Linked DNA regions of Callithrix jacchus: region 1 is linked to region 2. A link is a contact called in public Hi-C data. All regions are on one chromosome and are shown on one strand. The core of a region is the stretch at or near the end of the contact, and the rest is flanking DNA. Distances in the headings are between cores, read along the strand shown.

What was found. Hi-C and Micro-C count contacts between places; a contact is called where the count stands out from the background.
Region 1: a contact with region 2 is called in a Hi-C map of skeletal muscle, with 7 times the contacts expected there. The contact joins the promoter of TADA1 here to the promoter of POU2F1 in region 2. A contact is called at or near these places in 2 of 3 Hi-C or Micro-C datasets (both in skeletal muscle).

The regions. Positions count from the first base shown.
Region 1 is chr18:35,339,926-35,342,625 of calJac240_pri, forward strand. TADA1 (transcriptional adaptor 1) reads left to right here and starts at 1,284. Exons shown (of 8, transcript XM_078356366.1): 1 at 1,284-1,388.
Region 2 is chr18:35,003,855-35,006,566 of calJac240_pri, forward strand. It overlaps POU2F1 (POU class 2 homeobox 1), which reads right to left and starts at 1,261. Exons shown (of 17, transcript XR_615275.5): 1 at 1,189-1,261.

The DNA of each region.
Region 1 (2,700 bases), core at 34-2,533, 340 kb after region 2:
GACGTGTTCACCTTTATACCTCCAGTACCCAAAGAGTTCCAGACACATAGTAGGAGCTCACTGGATGAATTCAGGGAAGAGAAGGTGCCTGGCCAGCTTTGCAGGTAGAGCTGCAGCAAAGATAAGGTGGAGCTGCAGCAAAGATAAGGCTGGTGGGTTTAGGTTGAGCACTGAGGAAGTTGAATGAATGAATAAACTTAAGGGGACCTTTTTGGAGAAATTACACAAAAATTAAAAGCTATCTAGGATTATTTTTAAATCTTTGGAAGGCAATTTGACAGTGTACACCAAGGCACTTACAAATATTCTTATCATTTGATCCAGTAATTCTATTTGTGGGACTCTATCCTAAAGTAATAATCCTAAAAGAGGAAAAGTTTTACGCATAAAGAAGTTTTATTTCATTATGGCATATGCTTCAAAAGCGATATTACAGTATTGCTTTTAATAGAAAAAAATGGAAACAATCAGTCTAACAATTGGGAAACAAGTTATTGTGTACCTTCTATCTGTGGGGGTATTTAACATGCTATCATTAAAATCACTATAAAGACGACGTAATACTACAGATAAATCCTGAAGTTTAAAACGTGCAAAATTGAACATAGAGTATTATAAGTGATGGGAGTGTGCGAGGTAAAGGAGAAATCTTTCTCAGTTAAGTGTTTGCCCAGGGGTGGTAAAACACTTTTTCTATCTTTATGCTTCTCTGTATTTCCCCCGTGTGACATAATTACCTCATTTACTCAAATACTTATTAAGCATCCATTATGTGCTCTAGGAACTGCGGGTAACCCTGAATAAAACAGAACTCCGGTCCTCGAGCCACAACATTAACAAGATAAATCAACTAAATGTCATATGAGACGATTAGTGCTCGGTGAAAAATAAGGCAAAGAAAGTAAAATTGATACTGCATGTACTTTTTGAAATGGAGGGGTAAGGTACTCCTCCAGGTAGAAGGACAGCGGGCCGAATTCGGAATTGCCCCAGCGGAAATAGAATTAAAAGGCTGGGACGCGCCAGCCTGCCTGCGACGCTGCGGGGCGCGCGGGTTTAGGTTGGGCGCGCTACAAGGTGAAACGGATCACGTGACTCGAGGGGCGGGAGGAAGTGAGCAGAGTTTGGCTGGGCACCTTCCCTACAAAAAGGCGGGCGGAGCCGAAAACCAAACAAACGACTTCTGAGTGATTGGGGGCGGGGCAGACGGCGGCGAGCTTAGTTTCCAGAGCGGAGGCCTTCCGCCGAGTTGGTTTTTCGGTTGTTGATCGCAGTGGCCGGGCGGTTTGCGGTCGGGCTGAGACGCGCGGAGCAATGGCGACCTTTGTCAGCGAGCTGGAGGCGGCCAAGAAGAACTTGAGCGAGGCCCTGGGGGACAACGTGAAACAGTAAGAGCTGCCCCAGCGCAGCATCCAGGCCAACACTCAGCTGCTCTCCTGGCCTCGGGCTGCCAGCCCGACCCAGAGAAGCCCACACCGCCCGGGGGCCTGTGCAGCCTTGAGTCCGCGGCGGCGGGGCTTCGGGGTTTTTCCGGCCGGGGCGGGGCGGGCCACCCGAACTCACCGCCCTGGAGGCACCCAGACTTCTGGGCGCTCGGGAGACCCCAGCGGGCGCCGTTGCTCGGGACTTTCTGTCCTGGGTGGGGCGGGAGAAGCGCACTTCTCGCCCAGGGGCCAGGTGAGCAAGTGCGGGCCCCAGCGCGGGCGTTTGGGATGCAGGAGGCCGACCTGGGCCGAGTGAGCAGGAGCCCTACGCGCCGGGCCAGAGAGGGCATCGCGCGGGGCGGTCGCTCCTGGAGGGCTTCCTGGAGGTGGAGGTCAGTTGATCTCTTGTGATCTGCTAGGCATTATTGGTAAGCGCTTTGACAGCAATTTTGTAAGGCAAACGGACCCTGCGGTAAAATCATACTCACAGAACACTATGACAATTATAGTGATGATAGCAATAGCAGACATTTAAACATTTTAAGCTCTCTAAATGTATTATCTCATCTAATTTTTACAACAGATGTGAGATAGGTACAGTTGCTGATCTTATTTGACAGGTGGGAAGACCGAGACCTAGTGAGGATAAGTAACTCTTCAAAAAAGTGACTGTCAGGGTTGGGACCCACGCTTCTGATTCCAAACTGATGCCTTAGAGGGGCTGAAAAGAATCCCGGAGACGCCCAGACAGACCTTCATCCAGGTTATGGTAGGGATTGAGTGCACAGCCGGGATAGATGCAGAATGGCCAAGGGTAAAATCAGTATCCGGCCAAGGCCGAAGCCAGACAGCATAGAAGGAACCTCTGAGATACAAGGAAGAGTTTGGAAATTTTCAAAACGTTGTTATTGCAACTCTTATTTTTCAAAAATATGGGAGGTAAATTTAAACCTTTAAAATTATAGTATGTGTGTCGTTGCTGCTAGATGCCTCTGTGGTATTCTAAACATTTGCATTGCTCAATGGATACATACTTCTAAATGACATTGGTGGAGGAGCAATTTGGGAATACTTAATTTTTCCCCAATACTTTCTTTTTATCCTTCTTTATTATTTCTGGATTGAAGTTACTTAGCTTGGATGCCATACATGAATTTTGGAGTTTTTCCTTCATGTGAAATTTTGGGGTGGTGGAGTTGACTGCTCTTCATCCTAACCAGATAAAAAATTGAAACTTTAAGAAGACTGGAATTAAAATCTGCTATTTTAGCACAAT
Region 2 (2,712 bases), core at 11-2,510:
GGCCTATAGGCGCTTCTGGGGCCTCGGAGCGAGAGGCCCCGGAGGGCCACCCGCCCCGTGCGTCCTGGTCAGGCGCCGGGGCCGGAGGAGAGGGACGGCGGGGGGGCGGCAGATGAGGGGGCGTCAGGGAGGGGTAAAGGGAGACGGAGATCAGACTACGCCAGGCACCTCCAGCCCAACTCGCCCGCGAAGCCCCGACCGCCGGCCCGGGGAGTGCGGGCCGCCCAAAGGACATCCCCTCCGAAGGAACTTGCCCCGAGGACTCCTTCCAACCCAGTCCACACCCCAGAGGACGACGCAGACACCTGAGCGAGTTCCCCAACCCCGCTGCCCCAGGCCACCTCGCAGCGCCCACAACCGCTCACCCCTACCCACCTAGAGCGCAGGCCTGGCTCAGGTCAGGCCGCCACACCGGGGACGAGTGGGGCGCGGCCGAGGTGCCTGGGGCCGTGACCCCCAGGCTCAGCCCCGCTCCGACCCCCGTGTGGCGGCGGGGCACCGGCAGGGAGCTCTCCCCGGGCGCACTCCCGGCTGCCCTGCGGGCCGCCCCCCACAATGGGCAGCGCCCCCCCGCCAGGGTCAGCTCTCGGGGAAAGACGCGTGCGGGTGTCCGGCCGCCGGGGTCCGCTCTGGCCCCGCCGCCTCCCCGGCATTGTGCTCGCCGCCGCCTCCATCCCCCTCCACGCCCCCCACCCCGCGCACGCCTGGCCCCGGCCGCTCGCCCGCGCCCCACTGCGCCCCGCCGGACCAGCAGCTATGAATATGTAAAATGTCTTTATTGTCCTCTCCCTCAGCCCCGGCCCCGCCGCCCCGCCGCCCCGCCGTGGACCGGCTCGGGTTCGGGCACGGCGGCCAGGAGGCGGCGGCGGTGGTGGCGGCGGCTGGCGGAGGAGGAGGGCCGGTGCCGGCGGGCGGGCGGCGAGCAGCGGCGGGGTGGGCTGGGGGCAGGAGGAGGGCGGTGGATCGCAGCCCACTTTGCCCCTTGTCTTCCCCCTCCGCCTGGCCGCTCCGAGCCTCTTTCCCCCTCCGCTCGGCGCCCGGCGGGGGCTCCGTGCTCCCCGGCCCCCCATCTCCCCGCCGTTAATTATAATAATCCTGAGTACTAATAAATTATGCTAAGTCGCGGGGGGGGCAGCGGGAGCCGGGGTTGAGTATGAATATGAATATGTAAAATGCTGTAATGATTACCTGCTGCTGCTGCCGCCGCGGCTGAACTCTCATCTTGACTCGCTGCTCCTCCGTCCGCCATTTTGAATATTTTAACCAAAATCGCCCGGTCGATAAACCCTCCCTCGCTCTGGCTCCCCTCCCCCCTCCCGCCCTGCTTGCCTCCTCCCTCCTCTCCGCCCCCTCCCTCTCCTTCCTCTCCCCGCGTGCGCGCCAGGGGGCGCGCGAGGCCGGCGCTGTTCGCCGCCGGCCCCCTCAGAAGAGCTCCACCCCCTCCTGCGCTCCGCGCACGCGCCTCTGGGCCGCTATGGCCCTTAGGTAGCTAAAGCAGCGCCCTCAATCTGCCAGTCACTCCTCCGCTTCCTTTTTTCGTTTCGGCTGTGCGCATGCGTGTCTTTCTCCACGCGCCTGAAGTGTCGCCGGCGCATGCGCTCCCTTTAGCTGGTAACCAGCCTATATAGTGTTCCGGGATTTGTGTCTTACACTTCTCACTTTTCCTCTGGCTTTGCTTCCCTCCCGGCTTCGCTTCGACTTCCCCTAGTGGCCTGTGGCATTGTAAAAGCAGGGCAAGGAGCACAGCGGTCAGGAGAGTGGGGGAGGGGCAGTGAGCTGCCTGCGTGCCCTGCGCTTTGCACTTTCTACTGACTTTTTGCGCAGTTGAAACATTGGCAACAATGGAGAAGCCGCTCCTCGCTAGGTAATTTCCGGCCCTCAGGGCAGGTACGGGCGGAAACGACCTCCACGAGGAGCCGGGCACGGGGCTCCGCTGAACCACGCGTCGGCCTCCCGCTTTAAATTTGAATCCGAACTAATCCCCGCCCCCGGTTCTGCAAAAGCTGTAGACCCGGCCCTGGCTTACGCGAGGGGGAGTGTCCTGTGATTGTTTTAATTAGCCCTAAAGCTCTTTTGCTGTACTCGCTTCTAACGCCCAGCTGGCTTCCTCTGGAGCTGGGAGTCTTAATAGGTCGTTAATTTCCGCCCTACCCTTCCCTTCTGCTTTCACGCCCCTCGAACGCCGCTCTTCCTATCGAAGCCAGCAGACCCCCCTCTACTGAGGCTTTCCCCCCTTTCTTCCCGCCTTGGTACATCTTTTAAAACCTAGCAGTAAACTGGATTACTTATAAAAATGTGGAAATCAACTGTAACTTCATCATGAATTTTATTTTGCTTTGTTTCTCAGAGTAAATATGGTAGTGGGGAAACGTTTCCCGTTGAAAGTATCTTTCTTGGTAACTAGTCATAATGTTGCTGAGATTTCTTTATCTTAAATGATAAAATTCCCTGGACAAAGTCTCAGTTCTAATTGTTTTACGAATTCTTAAAGCCTTAAGATTTTTCTAGGCTTTTCTTTTTAAATAAAAAGAAAGGTGTATTGCACTCCAGTCTGAGTAACAACAGCGAAAACTCCGTCTCAAAAAAGAAAAAAAAGAAAGGTGTATTTCATGGTAAGCAAGTTTAAAAAAAAATCAACTCCAGTTAATCTGTCTTGAGAGAGTTGATTGATGTTTAAACTGTGTAGACTTGCTGGTTCTTCCCTTAAAAACA